2 separate regions of the Mus musculus genome follow, and region 1 is linked to region 2. Evidence: chromatin contacts called from public HiChIP or PLAC-seq data. All regions are on one chromosome and are shown on one strand. Each heading gives the region's core, a stretch centred on a gene start, on an enhancer-like site or on the middle of the called end of the contact. The rest is flanking DNA. Distances are from core to core; before and after follow the strand shown. Region 1 overlaps Rnf144a (ring finger protein 144A). Region 2 overlaps Grhl1 (grainyhead like transcription factor 1).

The links. HiChIP or PLAC-seq counts read pairs in DNA pulled down with a chosen protein or histone mark.
Region 1: an H3K27ac HiChIP or PLAC-seq map of thymic regulatory T cells shows a contact between it and region 2, with 10 times the contacts expected there. The contact joins two enhancer-like sites. A contact is called at or near these places in 4 of 484 Hi-C or Micro-C datasets (CD4 T cells, CD8 T cells, Th1 cells and 1 more) and 1 of 115 datasets of contacts at active chromatin or transcription factors (thymic regulatory T cells).

Annotation. Positions count from the first base shown.
Region 1 is chr12:26,301,455-26,307,174 of GRCm38.p6, forward strand. It overlaps Rnf144a (ring finger protein 144A), which reads right to left. Exons shown (of 10, transcript NM_001081977.2): 10 at 5,340-5,720. Among named protein-coding and RNA genes, the nearest start is that of 4930549C15Rik, 42 kb to the right of the region's middle. Within about 2 kb of position 1,542, at least 14 of the 459 cell types and tissues checked have an H3K27ac peak or open chromatin away from gene starts, as enhancers often do. A contact at or near this core is called in thymic regulatory T cells, where this site is marked.
Region 2 is chr12:24,591,037-24,596,104 of GRCm38.p6, forward strand. The region is part of intron 8 of Grhl1 (grainyhead like transcription factor 1); the gene reads left to right. Among named protein-coding and RNA genes, the nearest start is that of Grhl1, 21 kb to the left of the region's middle. Within about 2 kb of position 2,310, at least 246 of the 459 cell types and tissues checked have an H3K27ac peak or open chromatin away from gene starts, as enhancers often do. A contact at or near this core is called in thymic regulatory T cells, where this site is marked.

The DNA.
Region 1 (5,720 bases), core at 292-2,791, 1.7 Mb after region 2:
AAATATTAAAAATTTAAAGCAGGAAATAGGCTTTAAACACTTCCGGTTACACAGTCAGTCCCATTTCCTTCCTTCCTTCCTTCCTTCCTTCCTTCCTTCCTTCCTTCCTTCCTTCCTTCCTTCCTTCCTTCCTCCCTCCCTCCCTCCCTCCCTCCCTCCCTCCCTCCCTCCCTCCCTCCCTTCCTTCCTTCCTTCCTTCCCTCCTGACTTCCATCTTGTGATTTCTTTCTGTTCTCTGAGGACTCGCCACACAGCCCAGGCTGGCCTCAAACTCATGGCAAACCTGCTCCAGCCTCTCATCTCCTCCATCATTTACCTCCTTCCAAGTTGCTCCTCCAGGGAGCACTCTCTGTGTTGCATATGATCTCTGAAGAGATTGACTCCACCCACGGACCCCTTGGCAGAATTCTATGAGAAGATGTTGTCATCTTCAAATTCCATCCATCCATCCATCCATCCATCCATCCATCCATCCATCCATCCCATGTGACTGTGGAAGTGCTGGTAGCCAGGTACTCAATGGATGGGTAGCAGGCAGAATTTGAGTTCTCCACAGTATCGGGAAGTGTAAGGTCTTCTCTTCAGTTTCCATAGGACAGATGGGAGTGCCTTCCTCCTCACAGATGCAAAGCTGGTGTCCTCGCCCTTTACCCTGATGCCTTAGCACTCATTATCCTCTCTAGTTTAAATGTGACACGAACGCCCTTGGGCTTGTGTGCTTGAGCAGGTGGTCCCAGGTGCTGGTGCTTCCTGGAATCATTAGGAGGCGAAACTTGGCTGGAGAAGGTGGGACACCGAGAACGAGTTATAGCTGGTTGTGCTTCTTGGTCTACTCAGATATAAAAAGTCTTAGATGTAAACACCCAGCACCATTAACCTGCCCAGTCCAGCACCCCTCTTTGTCATAACCAAACCTAAAACATGAACCCTATTTTTGTAAGTTTTTACAATGTTTTGTAAATTTGGACAGATTTCTTGCATGCATGAGGATGATATGAACAAAGGGGACTGGGAGGGCTCTGCAAGGCTTGGTCAGGCCCCGAGTGGAATTTCAATGGACAGAAGGTAGAAAGCAATTGTGTATTTGGGGGACAATAGTACAGACGTCAGACAACCTATTAGTGTGGCCTGAAATGTGGCCTTCCCCCACTCAAGGGTCACTTCATGATTCTTTCCCCGGTGGACTGCAGGTTATACTGAACAGCAAGCAGGTAAGTGGGCCTATTTGGAACATGATTCAGCCACTCAAGTGCATAGAGGACTTCAAGGACTTTGGGCTGACGACGCATCAGAGAGAGCATGGAGAAGATCATCAGAACAGAGGTGAGGAGTCAGCAAGATGGGCTTGGAGGCCTGAGGTGCGTCCATATGAAACGGAAGAGGTCCTGGGTAGTTAGCATCTTGGGTAGGTCCTGAAGTGTAGCCAGATGAGGGGCTTCAGTGTACTGCATCTTCATTGAAGAACACAGTGCCTGCCATCTCATGTTTGGCATCATCAATTGTACTGTTCATTCGTGCCTGTCATAAAAATGCTGTGTCTGGGGACTGTCTCCCTTTAAACACTCTGGGCTTTCCCCACAGTGTGCATCCTCCGCAGGTGCATTTGTGGTTATTTTGCAAAAACGGAAACTTGCTTTGTTGTAACTTTCCCTCTGGGGTGGGGGGTCTCTTTCCATTGTCTCTGTCTCCTAATTGGTATTTGTTATAAATCCCAGTTTAGTCTCATCTGCAAGCTTCATTATGGTGCTGATTACCCCTTTGTCGTTAATAAAAACATTCCGTGATTATTTACCATCCATTGTGCACTCACAATGCCTTAGGAGCTCTGCAGAGGAGCACATTCCACTCTGGGCAGCCTCATTTTCTCATTCCTGAAAGGTTCTCCTCAAATGTCTGAGCACAATTGGGCTTTTGTCCTTTTGTGGATCCCAAATGAATTATGATTGAGGATATGTACGCTGGGTGGACTCTGCAAGCCAAATCCTCAGAGTCTCACGGAAGGGAGTCTACCTGCCTAACTGGGAGTTCCTCACTGACTGTAAAGAATCTGCAGTTAAGAATCTGTGCATGAGGACTTGTGGTATATGGTTCAGTCCATAACGTGCCCACTGTACAAGCATGATAAACCGAGTTCAGATCTCCAGCACCCACTTAAAGGCCAAATATAGCAGCATGTGTAGATAGCCTGGTGTTATGGGAAAGAGATAGGTGGATGCCAGAAGCTCATGTCTCCATCAGCCTAGTTGATTCAGTGAGCTCCTGATACATTTGCTGGGGCAGTGTTCTCTGCACCATGCTGCCAGGGAAAGGCAGAATTATAACTTCCCAAAAACTGAACACCAGGAACTCATGAATGTGTGACCTTGTCAGCAGAATGGTCTTTCTGATGATCAAGGTGAGTTTCTCCGTGTGGCCATAACTGTCAATCACAGGCACATGGGGGAGAATACCACATGCTGTTGGAGACAGAATAGGATTACATATATATATATATATATATATATATATATATATATATATATATATATATATATATGTGTGTGTGTGTGTGTGTGTGTGTGTGTCTGTGTTTATGTGTACGTGTACATATATGTACACACATACACACATACCAGCTGGAGAAGGTCAAGGGCTGTTAGATACTACTACCAAGAGGAAACAAAGATACATGAGTGATTCTTCAACACAGTCCTCAGAAGGTTCCAACCCTGAAGACACTTTCATCTGGGCCTTCCTGGCTACCAATCTGTGAGACAATGACTATAGGCTGTTCTACCTACATGGTGTGGTCCTTTCTTACAGCACCCAGGAAGCTCCACATCCCCTCAGAATCTTGACAAAGAAAGCCAAGTTTCTGTGCCACCCTAAGGTCACACTGGAGTAACTTTATTGCCAGCATACACATAAGATCAAGCCACTTGCCTGTGTTTGTCAGACTGGGCCTCTTCTTCAACACTCATTTCCTCGGTTAACGCCTATCCATCTGCAAGACCTAGCTCATGCATGGCATCCCCTGGACATCTTTCTAGACCTCCAAGGGCTGAGTGTCCATGTCCATGCCATACCAAAGCTGCCATGCACCTGTCATTCCTTATTCCAAGAACTGACTTCTGCTTCCCTCTTCAGACAAAGCTCTGTGACGGGCAGTATCATAAGTCGATGGTTAATCTTGAATGCCAACTAGACAGAATTTGAGGAGTCTCTAGGCAAGGCTGGGAGCCTTTCTAGACTGTGTTCACTGGGTGGGGAGTGATGGTGGTGGAGGCACTGTGCACTAACACTCACTTCTTTCTGACTTCAGATGCAGTAGGACAAGTGCCTCATGGTCTTATGACCCTGAGTCCCTCACCATCATGGATGGTACTCTTGAACTGTGAAGCAAAGTAAGTCCTCTCCTCCATAGCCTTTGTCACAGCAAAGACACGTAACCAATGTACGGAGCCCTCGGTGCCCATGTCAACAAGTTATCAGAGAACTCATCCCTCCACCCATGTCTTAAGACTATGGGTATATTTCCAACTTAAATACAGGACAAATAACTAGTTACCTGTTCCTAGATTCACCTTAGTGGATAAGGTATATATTATCCAAGAAAGTTCAGATGAGGCAGATGGAAAACTCCAGGGGACATGTACTGAATTTTTGGCTTTTTGTTCACTTCATCATGTTTATATGTAGGTTTGATGTCCGCAGATTCAACCAACCATGGAGGGGAGGATATCCAGGAAAACTTAAAGCCACTTCTGCACTGAATGTGTAGACTTCCCTCCTTGTGGTTATTCCCCTATAACAACTCCTTACAGAGACGCTGTGGTGGCTTGTGGGAAAAGTGTTTCCTATCAGCTCCTGTGTTTAAATACTTGGCCCCCAGTTGGTGGTGCTGTTTTCTGGAGGTTATAAAACATTTAGGAGGTACAGTGTTGCTAGGAAGTACTTCACTTGGGGTGGGCTCTGAGAGTCTATATCCTCATCTCACTTCCTTTTCATCTGTCTGCTTCCTCAGTATAGATGAAATGTGATCGATCATTCAGCCTCCTGTTCCTGCCTCCAACCCATGGAGCTCCTGATGTGCTGGACTCTATATGTCTGGATAATCAAGCAATTCTTTCTGTCTTAAGTAGGTTTTGTTCATGGGATTTAATTACAGCAATAGAAATGTAACTAATACAGTATTTCAATTGTATTAGGCATTGAGGGAAGCCTAAAGATGACTGAAAGTCCACAGTAGGATGTGTGCACATGGATTACAAACTCTTCATTATCTTCACATCTGTTTCACTATCATTGGGGACCCTGGAACCAATGCCCTGTTGATTTGGAAAGATGGCTTCCAGAAGTATCTGTATTATATTATGCACTTTTTCCAGCATTCAAAAGAATACCACTGGTAATTAAAGAGCCCTCATTAAAGTATGGCAGCATGGCTTGGGCACATGGATGGAGCGATGTCATGTGCAGCAGCCTTCCTGAAGATGTAACACTGGTTCAGCACCACAAGAAATAAGGGGGTAAGTCAAAAGCTGATTTACCACATTATCTAGATGAATTGAGCATCTGAGAGTTGAGATTACTCTTAAGAGAGTCTGTAATGGTTGGTCTTCATTGTCAACTTGTGGATCAAGAAACACCTTGGTCATTAGTGAAGAAGCACACCTTTGAGTGTGTGTAGAAGGTGTTTCTACAGACTAAGGGGAAATGATCTCATGGGCTGGTATGATGGTCAATCTTCAGGGAATCACCATGCAAACAGACCTCTGGGTCTACCTATGAGGGTACTTCTATTAGGATTTAACTGAAGAAGGCATCTTAACTGTGGGCAAAACTATCTCGCCATGAAGTAAATTTTGTTGAAAAAGCAAGCTGATCATCAGGGTCCCTCCCTCCATTGCCCCACCCCCTGCACTTGCTGACTGTGGATGCCCTGTGACTAGCTGCCAGGTACTCCTACAGTCACCTACTGATGCAGCTGGTATTCAAGAATGGATAAAAGAGGAGAAGAAAGCCAGCTGGGTGCCAGCTGTTCCCTCTTTTGCTTCCTACTTGGTTGAGATGTAAAGAGTCACAGCGACACACTCTTGCTGCTAAGGACTCTGCCATCTATTTACCATTGTAAGAGACTGGCATCTTCAACCATGAGACAAAACAAACCCTTCAGTTGCTTCTGTTGTGTATGTTGTCACAGTGATTAACAGTCCCAGAATACACATGTTGTGTTCCAAGCGGCAAGATGCCCCTCTTTCCTTCCTACCTGTCCCCCTCCCCCCTCCTACCTCCAGCAGCATTTATTATCCAATCTTCAGGCTAGCCAATGAAGCAGCTACAAAAGATGGAGCCAGGCAGGGTTTACAAAATAATCACCTGTATTCCAGCCAAAATACCTTTAAAAAGATATCCCTTCGAAAGGGGAGACAGACTACATAAGACACAATACATTTAAAATATGTATTGAAATTATAAACCAAATGTTTCCATAGGATTCTAGAGTACAAATCACAACATGAAAAGGCATTCAGACAGCTCTTATACATCACAGTGTTAGTGGTACAAAGTGTACTCACGCTGCAAAACCACAAATGCAATTCTCTTCTTGTTTTTTTTTTTGTTTGTTTGTTTTTTTGGTCTTACCACCATTTGTCAAATACAGAATGTCTACGTGTGCACGTGCGCATGACCGACACATGCATTTTTGTTTTATACAAGATTAAAATATACCCAAGGCA
Region 2 (5,068 bases), core at 1,060-3,559:
CTTGTAATTGCAATTAGATGATGGGCAAGGGACTTAAAACTTAAGTCTTTAAAACTTAAGTCCCTCGCTCATCATCTAATTGCAATTACAAGTGAACCAACTGGGCTGCCTAGGCCTGGTCAGGAAACACTGTTACTGTGAAACTGAAAGGCCATGGGCCAACATGGTGGCTCAGCAGGCAAATTGCTTGTTGCAGAGCCTGACAGTTTGGATCAGTTACCTGGATCCACGAGGTGGAGGGAGAGAACAGGCCCCCACACTCTCTCCTTTGACCTCCCCCAACCCCACATACATACACTAAATAATAAATATTCCTAATATTACATCACAGAGGCGACTTTGAGTCTAGGCCAAGTCTGTAGCTAACTAGATTGTACTGGGTTATCTATACATGCCTAGCCTTCTGCTCCCAGCAGCACTCAGGGTAGCCATCTGCTTGATGTTCATGGACAAGGGTTTTCACATATGCAGTTTAAAGGTACATATTTTGGGGTGAGGAAATGGCTGAGTGGGTAAAGGGCCTGAGGATCTGAGTTCACACCCCAGGTACCACAGTAAAAGCCTTGTGTGGCTGTGCACACCTGTAACACTAGGTCTGAGCAACAGGCAGGAGGACTGCTGGGCTTGCCCATTGCTGGGCTTGCCTGTTGCTGGGCTAGCTCCAGATTTGGGAGAGCTCCCTATCTCAAAGGAATAAGACAGGGTGTTGACAGAGCAGGACACAATTCATCCTTCCCTCCCTGGCACACACCAACAGCCTCACACAGTAAATAAATAAAAATAAAACCCGGCAGCCAGGTGTGGTCATACCTTTAGAGGCAGAGGCAGGCAGATCTGTGTGTTCAAGGCCAACCTAGTCTATAGGATGAGTTCCAGGACAGCCAGAGTAACACAGAGAAACCCTGTCTTGAAAAAAACAAAAATAAATAAATACATACATATAAACGTATGTACATATAACAAAACACTAAAGTAAAAAATTTAAAAGTATGTCCAACAAACAAAGAGCCACATGCCTCTATGGAGTGAGGCGTCTGAGAGCAGAGCGGTGTTAGAAACACAGCCCATTCCCTTGAGGCGGCTGCTGCTCTGGTTACTAGCGCAAGGGTGACTCCTCTGTGAGGCATCTTTAAACACTAGGTCTTTGCGGCTTTGTTGCACCAATGTTCCAAGGTGTGTACACTCTGCAGAGTCTTAAGCAGTAAACTGAAACACACCAAATCGTGGCAGGTCTTTAGAGCCCACAGGTAACAATAGCGAGCATTTATTCAGCATGTGCCTCAGGGTGAGGGCCAGCTGAAGGTGTCTCTGACTGCCAGGGAGACACTTGGCAGCTGAAGAAAGCCTCGCTTTAGTAGTGAAACCTGCGTCCTGTGGAAGGAGTTTCAGGCACCCATGCCTGTTTAGCCACTGTTGGTGTTGTTGCTTGAGTTAGGTGTTTTCTTTGGGGGGGTGGGGAGTGGAGCAAATTTTTACCCTTCCTCCATTCTGCCACTCCCAGGAAACAATGAGCTCCTCTGTGGAGACTTCTCATTTGACAGCTTGTCACCCTAACCCTCCTTCTCGTGTTCCTTCCTGAAAATCCCATCTGTGGCTTGCTCTGTCTTTCAGTTGGCTTTGCCATGCCTGTTTAGTTTTGTTTTTTAGGTTTGTTTTGTTTTGTTTTGTTTTTTTGTTTTGTTTTTTGTATCTTTGCTACTTTTAAAACAGAGCAGAACAGCTGTGGCTCTGGCCTGCTGTGGAGTAGATATTTGGAGGCGGTGTGAGGCCTTAGAGTCAGGGGTTCTTATAAATGGAAGCCACAGGTCTCCCCAGCCTTTTGTTAAGCAGATGAGGACTTGACCCCTCTGTTAGTCCACAGACTTCGCCTTCAGCCCTTCTCGTGCTTCCAGAACTTTTGGTTGGCAGTCAACTTGCTGCTGAGTCTCCTTTGTGACCCATGTGCTCTCTCACCTGTCCTGTTCTGTACCGTGGGATGGAATGTGGTCTGTGTTTGTCTTTAGTCACGCCCCCATCCAATTCTGCATAGTTCTGAGCACACATTCTGCTTCTTTGGGACAGCAAGTGCCAAATCACTGCATCTGCCAAGTGTCCTTAGGTTCACCAAGTCTGGGCCGTGGAGCACAACAGAGGGAAGGGGAGCAGGTAGGTCCCTCCAAGGGTTTTCTCCTCCGTGCCTCCCTTTTATCTCGGTGACTTTTCCCCTGGCTCTCTGCATGGCACAGAAACCGAGACGCTGTGTGGGCGGTGTGGGAAGCGGCTGTGGCAACAGCGTGCTGACTCGAGCTTGTTTCCCCTTCAGGGAACGCCCCTCCTGGCCGTGGGAAGCCTGCGAGTCAGTACTTTTTCTCCTCCCACGTCCCTGCCCGCCCCACCCCTTCCTGCCGGGTCGGCTCTTTTCTTTTGATGGTCATTTGATAGTCTGAGAAGTTACCAAAATGCTCAGCTGCGCCCTTCAAGCCCTTGGAGCAGTTGGCAGTTCCTGGTGACAGTGTTCTTGTAGTTGTAGTGTCTTTAGGACAGCATAGTCACCTCCCACCAGAGCAGGGAGCAAGTGTGACGCACCTAGATTATCTGGAGCATCAGAAATGGAACTAAATGCTGCCGAGTGGGTGACTCAGTCTCGATACTGTCTCGGCTCCATACACTCATTAACTGCACGTGAAGTGGGGTGCCAGGGAGAGGAGGTGCACGGGGTGGGGGTGGGGGGACAGGGCAGGTTTATTTGTTTGTTCTGGTGGAGGTTGGGGGAGGGCTGTGTAAAGCCCAATAAATGATCCCTACTAATTAGACATTTGGCCAAGAACTGGATCTTGATTTACAGTTTAAAATCTTACACTATCAGCTTCAATTCAGGTACTTAGCCTCTTTGACATATACTAGGAAAAAAAAAATGGTGATTTTACTCTGTCTAGTTAGTGCTATTGGAAATGAGGGGGAAATATTACCAACGTTTTCATTTCATCTGTTGGACAATTTCTCCCCATGAAGAGCTACTTAGAAAGACCTTTGTACTGATTTGGGTGATTAAACTTGAATTTATCCTATAGTTTCTACTTTCCTTTTAGAAGATAGATTACATTCTAGAAAGTAGCTTATAGATATTATCTGTATTTGACTAAGTTGAATTTTGATACATAAAAATAAAAACAAAGGAGAGTCCCAGAGGCCACTGGGATTGTATCCAAGATGGCTGTCTCTGTGTCTCCTGGAGCCATGTGGCCATCAGCTAAGTCCTGCAGCTCGTTTGCAACAAGTAGGAATTTGGCACAGACAATCTGCTTGGTTTGAAACTGGGAGACCTTTAATTCATGCCTCATGATCAAGGTGACCTTCGGCTCCATCTTCTGTGTAGGTGTCTGTTTCCCCTTACCCTCCCACGTCTCCAGGTTTACACAGGTGGCTCTCCATGAGGGGCTAGGAATGGTCTGGCTCTGGAGTCCTGGGAGCTGGGCCCTAATAGGGCTTTGCCATCTCTGTCTCTAGTGAGATTATGAGAGCCAGGCACCATGGGTAGTGTGTGGCATCCATGGGAAGGGAGACATTGAGGATCAGTGCATATGGAGAATGTCAGGCTGCTTCAGTTACCATGGTAACCTTACCTAAGCATCTTCCCCAGTTGTACCCCTTACTTATCTCTGTCCTTTCCCCTCCATTGGAGTCTTTCTTGTGATGTGTATCAGGCAGTCAGAGCTTTTTAAGTGCATCTTTATGCATAGGTAACAAGTAAGCCAGGGGCTCTCAGCTCTGAAACCAAGCCTTTCCCCCAAGTCAGGCAGAGTGTAAGGGCAGAGCGCCATTGGTTTACCCCTGAACTTCCCTAGACAGGTATGACTCGTTTCTAATGTCCTTCCAGGGAATTCTACACACATTGTCAATGCTTTGCTACTAAGGCAGAAGAACTGGCTTGAGAGGCCCTATCGCAAAAAGCTCACTTCCCTAACTGTATGGTCAGTTGGCCAGTCACTCAGCTGTGCAGCTCCGGGAGGGGACAGACATACCGGATCAGGCAGCCTGGCTTGAAGCAATGGCATTCTCCAGACTATGGATCATCAGCAAAGCCAAAACCGTGTTCTTGGGTCTGGCATCAGCAAGGCCAAGCACCATGTTCTTAGGAGTTCCAAGGAAGATGCGTTTTCAGCCAGTGATTCATTGGCTGCTGAATATTCCAGCAAAGCGTATTTGAATTGGACTTTACCTTTCTGAGTACCTGTTGTGAGTTTAGGTGGGAAGGAGACAACTGAGCCTAGTCTGAAGAGGGAGCTAACATGGGGGCCCAGCAGGCATAGGGGATGGAGAAACAATGGTGGACTTGTCTTCTGCAACTTCAAGATCACATTGGAGATGGGGAGAGCTGTATTCCTTAGCCTGTCTGTAATTGCACTGTGGTGGGGTATGGGGTAACCTGTCCTAAATTAGTCTTAGGGTTTCTATCGTGGGGCTGAAACACCATGGCCAAAAGCAAGCTGAGGAGGAAAGGGTTTATCTGACTCATACTTCCACACTGTAGTCCATCACTGAAGGAAGTCAGGACAGGAACTCAAGCAGGGCGAGAACCTGGAGGCAGAAGCTGATGCAGAGGCCATGGAAGGGTGCTGCTTACTGTCTTGTATCCAGTGGCTTGCTCAGCCTACTTTCTTATAGGATCCAGGACCACAAGCCTAGGAAGATTCCCTACCCATAATGAGCCGGGCCCTCCCCCGTCAATCACTAATTTAAAAAATGCCTTTCAGCCTTATGTGGAGGCATTTTCTCAGTTGAGGTTCCCTTCTTTCAGGTAACTCTGGCTTATACCAGGTTGACATAAAACTAGCCAGCACAATTATTAAGAAAAGTCCAGAGCTGAAAAGATGGTATACTTGGTGACCTAGTTCAAGTTCTGTTGCTGTTGAGAAACATTATGACCAAAAGCAAAGTGGGGAAGAAAGGGTTTATTTCATCTATAGGTTACAGTCTACCATCGAGAGAAACCATGGTAGGAACCGAAGCAGAGCCCATAGAGGAACAGTGGTTACTGGCTTATTCCTCTGGTTTGTTCAGCTACCTGCCTAGGGATGATGCCACCCAC